Regions from separate parts of the Triticum aestivum genome. Here region 2 is linked to region 1. The links are chromatin contacts, called in public Hi-C maps. All regions are on one chromosome and are shown on one strand. Each heading gives the region's core, a stretch centred on a gene start, on an enhancer-like site or on the middle of the called end of the contact. The rest is flanking DNA. Distances are from core to core; before and after follow the strand shown.

Region 1 (4,155 bases), core at 590-3,089:
TCAAATGACAACTCATGTCAATGGCTAGGAAACATAACCATCTTTGATCAACGAGCTAGTCAGGTAGAGGCATACTAGTGACACTCTGTTTGTCTATGTATTCACATAAGTATTATGTTTCCGGTTAATACAATTCTAGCATGAATAATAAATATTTATCATGATATAAGGAAATAAATAATAACTTTATTATTGCCTCTAGGGCATATTTCCTTCAGACCCTCCACTAGCATGTGTGGCATTAAAAAGAACCAGATGGAGGGGGGCTGGGTGGCTGACATGGGGGAACCTCCCACACACCTGGATTAAATGGGACCGGTGGTGGTGATTGGGCGGCTGATGCGCATGCTTGAGGCGGACACCGAGAGGATGCGCAACACGTCCGACTCGTGTCCGCATGAACGCAAATTTGACTTAAATTTACGGCAGAAATGTGTGTCCATACAAACATGAGACGAACATATTTTGCGTTTGGGGCGCCGTGCTCGGCCATGATTTTTGGCCTCGCGGATCAAACAGAGATGAAATGATATATACGAGGGGAAAATATCCAGTGCTCCGGTCTATTGGATGATACGCTGCTCCGGGGCTGCATGATGCTTCAGATCTCAGATAAAGGGGTAGGATCAAGTGCTAGTGCATTTACATATGGCCTCTTGGAACATTTTGCGTTTTGCCCCTGAAAGTAACATGTCTTCACAAAAATGGCCTAAGAGGGTGCACATCGCCCCAAAAATGAAACACTGCCATCTTGTAGCCTTCAGGTTGCCACCAACATTTCTAGTACAGAATGCAATGCCCTATGATTACTGGAACAGAAGCACTTAAAAAAAGCACTTCTAGTACGGAATAATTTTTTTAGGTTGCATCAAGAACCCATTTTCCATTCATTTGCATCAAAAGATCACAGAAGCACTTCCAAAAAAAACGGTGCACCATTTACTGCCATCTTTGTCTTGGAATTAGCACGACCTCAATATTTATATTTACAGAACTACCATTTAGTTTAGAAAATTACATAGCTAAATGGAACAACTTCAATACACATCACTTTCATGAGTCCTTATTCTCATTGTACTGCATCCAATGGTGGGCACAAATGCACATTTACATGATAAAATCAAGAATTAGAATCTAAACGAGCCTTTCGAAAAAACAGTGCAACATTAAATGGAAAATATGTAAACACTTTTTTGATGCCAAATAACTTGCATATCTGTCGCACCATCTATATTTTGATACCTAGTAACACTACTGGAACATGCCGAAAATAGTGAAGCTTGAAAATGCCGGCAATTACCCACAACATGCATACGCTACATGTAACAATGATATATAAATTTAAATAGCAAGAACTTGCACGCCAGTATTACAAATTTGCTATATAGTTTTTTTTGCGAAAAACTTCCAATATATTCATCTTCAAACATGGTAGTATAACGAACACTAGAAATAATAAAAATTACATCCAGATTCGTAGACCAACTAACAGAGTACCAATCGACAACTGCACATGTACCGAGTTCAATGTGCCAAGTACAAAAAGTTTGTTACTCACCCTCCAAGTCATTGTTCTCTTGTTAGGAATCTAAACATCGCTGACATCTTATTTTACCCATAATATTTTTTATTAAACGTCAAAGAAGATACTACATCTTTTCACTGAAGAAAAATAGTCATGATGAAAAAGCAGGAAAATAATTACACAAGCCAGGTCAAATACATAGTTGTTCCCAAAGATTTTTTGGTGTGGAAGCTGATGCACCATAAAACTTCAGAAGAACATAAATGGCCAGTCAGTCTGTTTAATACAATGTGAAAAACTAAGTTAGATCCGCCGAACTTCTCTAAATCCAACTGTTGTGAAGTGAGAAAAACTACATAGATTTCTAGTACCCGGTGGTCACAGCCTGACATAGAGCTTAACTGAGATTTTTGTTAGTCAAACATTATTGAGCCTCATTTGGCATGGCTTTTAGTCAATCACTCAATCTATAAGACATAACCCAGTAAAAGTCTGAATGCTCACTTACGCTAGGCTGAAGATGTGGTTCTTTAGCTATTGTATGTAAGAAAAATCCTATGACACTTCATAAGACAGATTGTGTGTATATAGAGTTCAGCTAGACATGTTAGGATAGGAAGCAACAGTCAACACTGTAACACTGCTATATTTCATGATTAGATGCCAGAACTAATTTAGCAAGATGTTGTAACCGGTGACCAAACAAAGAACTTCGTCGTAATTGCAGCAAGCATTCTTCTGATTCTGCAAAAAATAAGATATTGAGTGGATGGGGCATGCGCCATGGTGGCTGCGGTAGGCATGATCTAGGCGGCGGCGGGGAAACTAGTCGTACCCAAAAGAAGAAGAAGACGAGATGAACAAAACGAAGGGATATGCAGTTCGTCAATGTATTATGGAATAATCTAGGGTGCCTTTTGCATAGTTTCCAATGCAAGCTGAGCCTACTAAATCCTGGACCTTCAGTCTAGATCGAACGCCCCACCTTGTCCTGGATCAGGGGATCATATGAGGCACCGTATCACCAGATATGCACTCTATATACGAGATGTGATCGATTAAATATAACATCTTTTTAATATTAGTGGGTGAAACTTATCCATCAATTATTGTGGTTATAAGTAAGAAAGATACAAAAGTGTAGACGCCTGAAAAGTTGGGTATCCTGTAGCGGGCGCGGCTACCTCAACCCTGGCTGGCAAGCCCCGTTCAAATTTCGAAACCGCGGATGCGTGAGAGGGAGAAACGAGGAAGGATGCGAGAAATGGTTAACGGAAGTTTACCCCCCTACCTGCGGCTGCGGACCTCACGATGGGAGTTACCCAGTTTGCCCCTGCCGCCCGTCCTCGTCAGTGGCTGCCAAGTAAATAGAGGTGCGTGGTCGTGGGCTCTCGTGTAATCTGGCGGGGCGGGGTGGTTATAAAACGCAGCCCCAAAAAACCAAAAGCAGACCAGAAAAATAAATACTCCCTACTCCAGAGAGAGAGAGAGAGAGAGACTGGTTTTGGAGAGAGAAAGCGAAGTGGGGAGAGAGAGATAAGAAAAGGCAAACCCGTCCGTCGGCTAGAGCCAAGGGGAGAAGAAGGAAGCAGCAGGCGGCGGTGGCGGCGGCCAAACCCTAGTCTACGTGCTGCGCCGCTGAGGGAGGAGACACGCGTGCACCACCGGTCGGCGCCAGGAGCTGCAGATCCGCGGCCGGGCCGCCGGAATCGGGGGAGATCCCGCCGGGATGGGTCCGCTTGGGCTGTGACCTCGCTCCCGCTGCCCGTTTCGTCTCCGGGGTTTTCGTCCTGCTAGGGTTCTGAGCTGCTCGTTGGGTGTTTGGTGCGGTTTTTTCGGGGGGCGGTTGGGGCCCTGCGCTGGTTTCTACGGAGATTTGGGAGGGGATCTGCCGCCAAGGCGGGAGTCCTCCCTCGTCGTGAGCGCTGGAGACGCAGGGCGGGATCGGGGGAGCCATGTCGTCGCTCAGCAGGGAGCTGGTCTTCCTCATCCTGCAGTTCCTCGACGAGGAAAAGTTCAAGGAGACGGTGCACAAGTAAGTGTCTCGTCTCGTCTGGTTGATCAAGACAAAGTTTTGGAGCTATCTGGAGTTGTTGAAGCTGGTTTTTTTTAACCCCCCGTCCATTTTGGTCGCGCAGGTTGGAGCAGGAATCGGGCTTCTACTTCAACATGAAGCACTTCGAGGACCTGGTCCAGGGTGGGGAGTGGGACGAGGTGGAGAGGTACCTCAGCGGCTTCACCAAGGTGGAGGACAACCGCTACTCCATGAAGATATTCTTTGAGATCCGCAAGCAGAAGTACCTTGAAGCCCTCGACAGGTAAGTCATATTGAAGCCTCTCCTCTCCTGCTCATTTGCTCAGGATCAACAGCGATTTGCAGGCGCTCAACTCAGTTTGCCTTTTGCAGGCATGATCGGGCCAAGGCAGTGGAGATACTCGTCAAGGATTTGAAGGTGTTTGCCTCCTTTAACGAGGAGCTGTTCAAGGAGATAACGCAGCTGCTGACTCTGGATAATTTTAGGTGTGCTGCTAAGTTCTTGTTTGGAGCATTTTCGTACAGCAGAATGCTTGTGCATTGTGCTAATGTGGATGTAATTCTGTCTAAATCACAAACAGGCAAAATGAGCAGC
Region 2 (4,431 bases), core at 1,687-4,186, 340 kb before region 1:
AGGGCCCGCATCTCCTCATCAACCTTGCATGTAGTCCCATCCTCTCGCTTCAAGGCCCTTACCGTATTTTTCCTCTTCTGATGTGACGCTCTATTTTGAAAATATTGCGTATTCTGGTCACCGGCTCGCAGCCAATCTACCCTTGACATTTGCCGGTACATAATCTCCTCTCTCACATAAATTTCCCTAAGCTCCTCCTTAATATCCCTAACCTCCAGTGAGTACCTTGCCGAAAGGGCTCTTGTTTTCGCATCAAGGAGCTGGGCCTTTAGTTTTGCAATTTGTCTCCGAATTGACCCAAAGACTCCAAATTGTCGACTGCCTCTCCCACACCGCCGAAAGCCCCTGTTCTCCAGTTCCTGCCGCCTCCCATGCTTGTGCAAACATCGCTTCGTACTGGTCATGGAGGGACCATGCCTCTTCATACCGAAACGGTCTGTCACTTCCATGGCCACTACATGGAGCAGTCTCCACCACGAGAACCAGAATTGCCGGGTGATACGACTCCTCTGTTAGGATATGCTCAATAGTCGTTTCCGAATACAATCCTAAGAATCCATCATTGGATGTAGCACGATCCAGACGGACCTGGATATTTTATGCTCCCTCCCGTTTATTGTCCGAGGTATAAGGGTATCTAGAGAAACCCAAATCTACCAAGCTGCAGTCGGCAAGACAGTCACGAAAGTCCTCCATTTGTGTAAAGCTCCTCGGATTACCACCACGCTGATCCGTCTGAAACAAGGCCTCATTGTAATCACCTATACACATCCATGGGAGGCCATCTTGAGCTCGTAAATAAACGTATAGCATCCCATGATTTTTTACGAAGTTCCGTTCGGGGCTTCCCATAGAATCCAGTGATCCTACATGCCTTCCCCTCGCAAACCACCTCTGCATCTATGAAGTACTGACACCAAGGCCTCACCATGACCTGAACGTGCTCTCTCCAGCATAGAGCTAGGCCACCACTGCGACCCTCACAATCCACCGCGACTCCACAAGTGAACCCTAGACTCCATCTTAGTAGCTCCATCGCCCTAGCCTTCTTCTTTGTCTCACATAATAACACCATCGCTGGGTTGTGGGTCCTTATCAGGTCTAGTAATTCACCTACTATCGAGTCCAACCCCACTCCTCGATATCCAGACCAAGAGATTCATTGTGTTCGGCGGCCCTGTTCCTCAGGGTCCGCCGATTCTTCGTTGGTCCTCAAGATGCGCTCAAACACTGTAGACGTCTTCCACCTCGTGTCGCGAATGAATGCATCATTTCAAATCTACCTATCTGGATCATCCTTTGCAATCCATACTTGCTTTGGTCCCCGTTTCCTATTGTCCTGCTCCTGCCCCCTCTGATCATTATTCTTCTGGCGTGGAGCGTAATCTGGTCTCGGTTCCGAACATAAGTGCCCTGCTTCCTTCCACCACCACTGTACCTTCCTGAGCTCTCGGGTTGTCGTGTTGGCCCGTCGTTTTTGCCTACAATGCGCTCCCTTGTATGATAAAAATAGACTTTTTACAAAATAATTATTCTATGGGTTATCAATAGTTCCTCCGTCACAGTTTACACGGCGCGCTTCAATTCTCATGCATTTCCACCACCTAGGGATTTTAGACGCGTTTGGTTTAATGCCCAATTAACTAGGACATGGTAACTGCAATCAATCCCACAATTTTCTCTCCATGCCGGTGTATACGCCGGTGAAATAAATGCATGCATGTTTGTACGCGGGGTGGAAGCACTCCACGCATGTGTGTACACATTTATTTCTTTAGTTATTTGGCGTCGTGGTATAACTCCCCGTGTTATTTTCCAATCCAATCGCTAGTTACTTTAGTCCTAGAGATTGTTGAAGCATGCCGTGTATACTGTGGCGGAGGGAGTACTAGCGTGTGGATTGATTTATACAAATATTATCCATCCGTCCGTTGAAGAGTGTACATCCAGCTTCAAAATTTGTTCATAAAAGAGTGTACTTCTATCTTCCCAATGCACTTTAAAGTAGAAAAACATACTTCTCTCTCATCACACGGTAATCAAGACCAATAGCAATCTACACATGATCTTCTTAATTTCTACATGCACTTAGCTCATTGGGGGTGGGTAATTAAAGAGGAAAGAGATGATGTCTTGCACCTTTCCAATGCATTTTTTACTTAACTTCATAATTTGTTTTAAAATTTGTAGATGTACACTCTTCACCGGACTGAGGGGGTGTTTGTTTCCAGGGACTTTTTTGTGTAGGGACTAGAAAAAGTCCCTCTTAGAGACTTTTTTCCAAACGGGAGGGACTTTTTAGGGACTAAACTAGGCATTTGGGACTAAATGAAGAAGACTCTCAAGGAGAGTCTTTTTGGGACTTTTTGGGATTTTTCCAATAATGCCCCTCCATGCACCCATTGGCCCGCCACCCCATGATGTTGTTTGATTGTTATTTTTCTATATACTAGGGGCAACATGGTCATTTAATAACCTCTAGAAAGGGACTAGAGACTTTTTAGTCTCTGAAAACAAGCAGGGAGGGACTTTTTAGGGACTAGGGACTTTTTAGTTGGGACTAGAAAAAGTCCTAGGACTAGAGAACCAAACACCACCTGAGGGAGTACATTTCTCCACAATTATGGCGTGTCGACTTCCCACGGTGCTTGAGAAAGCAGCAAAGCTGCGCCCGAGGCACAGAAGATCTCTCGTCTCACGCATGTGATCCCCACTGCCGCGCAGATACGGACGGCCGCGATCTGAGCCCTACCACCCCAAAAGGGCCCGTGGATTCCCTTGCCCTTTTCCTGAAGTGCCGCTCTCCACGATTACCGAGACAAACTCCCGATCAGTGGCTCAATACGCAATTACCCACAGCCCCCATGCCCTCCTCCACTCGAGCTTGCCCGTGCTACAGCCCTGGCGGTGGGGTCCACTAGGAGAACGGTCAAAGAAAGGAGCGGCACGTGATACAGACAGTGCGTGGCACACGCCACGTGTCGGAACGCCAATGGCACGCGTGACGTGGAGGTGGGAAGTTTTTCCATCCGTCTTTTATTCTGTTTTCCTTTGTGAGAAGCGCGAAATTAATTCGGTGATGGAACCCGACGTATGGATGGGTGGACGCGGTGCTAGCCAGTTGTCAGATAAGCTCCTCTACTTATATAAGGGGAGGTGATATGACCGTTTATAACGTGTTAAAGGCTCGGCAGCTCCTCCCCCACTACACCGCAGAGGGAAAGCGACGGATCTGGAGATCGAGAATAATTGCCACCGGGACCTGCCCTGCGCTACACGCACCAAAGACGCCCACACGCTATAGCGTCCTCTTTTCTTTTTTCCTTTTTCTTCTCGAGAATAGACGCCCACCAAAACAACAACTACTGCTGCTAGAACGACCATCGATGTCGCCTCTCCCCTACCGTAGCCAGATTGACCATGTCGATGACACTATGAGTGTCTTCATGCACGTGCCCTGAAGGACCAATGCTCACTAAGCCGAACCACGCCATTGAACCATTGAATCGAGGTTGATCCAACACAAAGGTGCGCGTGCCCTTAAGGAGCTCTCCTGGCTGGAGTGGTGGACAACACAAAGGTTGTTGTTGCCGGCCGAGGTTGGAGTCTCCTCATTCTCCTATAAGAATAAGACATGGGGCTTCTTCCCCTCTGTTCTCATTCTTTTTTTAACCCTTAAACCGTTCTGAAGTGACCCACATCAAATCTTGTTGTCGTGTACACATGATGAGAAGTTCTAACCTCGTCACTCCCAAAGAGACAATATAAATCTATGTCGAAGCTCCCTCGACTTCGGCCCATTGGACAAACTCAAGGAGGATCGGATTCCGAAAGATTGACTTGAAGATGAACCATCACCATCCGTCCGAACGCCGCCCTATGTCAAAATGAAATGACGTAAACTGCTGGCCAAAGCCAAGGCATCGAGAGACACCTCCCCGCCATCGGCCGTCTAAGTGGCCGGTGGAGGAGAGGTGGATCCACAAGTTCACCGGCGAAGCTTGATCCCTCGTTTGGCATGCAAGCATTGACCATGTTTTTAAAGGATTATACACGCGGGGCCCATAAGCTCCCCCAAAATCGGAAGGCTATTTGGTACATGGCTTTTCCAGCGGCCCAACCCTCCCACCCCCGATCCCTAGACTTCCTCTTTGGTACCCGCTGATAGAGGCCAAGGTGTCCCGATGTTCCGATGAGATAGCTATCGTTTTCTGTGGAAGTTGACTTTGACGATCGGACTACGAACGTGTAATGACGTCGCGCCTTAGCAAACGTTAACTAACTCCGAGACGTTATTGACCACGCCAGAGCACGATCAACCTTACCATGAGGGTCTATTTCCTGCAGGCAAACGAAGAACAAGCAAGAAACTGAGATTGCAATCTGGATATTGAGAATGTAAGAGGAAAGCTTTGTTAATCAAGTGGGATT

The links. Hi-C and Micro-C count contacts between places; a contact is called where the count stands out from the background.
Region 2: a contact with region 1 is called in a Hi-C map of leaf, with 4 times the contacts expected there. The contact joins the enhancer-like site here to the promoter of LOC123168161 in region 1. A contact is called at or near these places in 2 of 5 Hi-C or Micro-C datasets (both in leaf).

Annotation. Positions count from the first base shown.
Region 1 is chr7D:365,549,415-365,553,569 of IWGSC CS RefSeq v2.1, reverse strand. LOC123168161 (protein TOPLESS-RELATED PROTEIN 2) reads left to right here and starts at 1,839. Exons shown (of 25, transcript XM_044586032.1): 1 at 1,839-3,560; 2 at 3,664-3,843; 3 at 3,933-4,046; 4 at 4,142-4,155. The coding sequence starts at 3,481.
Region 2 is chr7D:365,889,591-365,894,021 of IWGSC CS RefSeq v2.1, reverse strand. No RefSeq gene overlaps it. Among protein-coding and RNA genes, the nearest start is that of LOC123169541, 210 kb to the left of the region's middle. Within about 2 kb of position 2,936, at least 7 of the 8 cell types and tissues checked have an H3K27ac peak or open chromatin away from gene starts, as enhancers often do. A contact at or near this core is called in leaf, where this site is marked.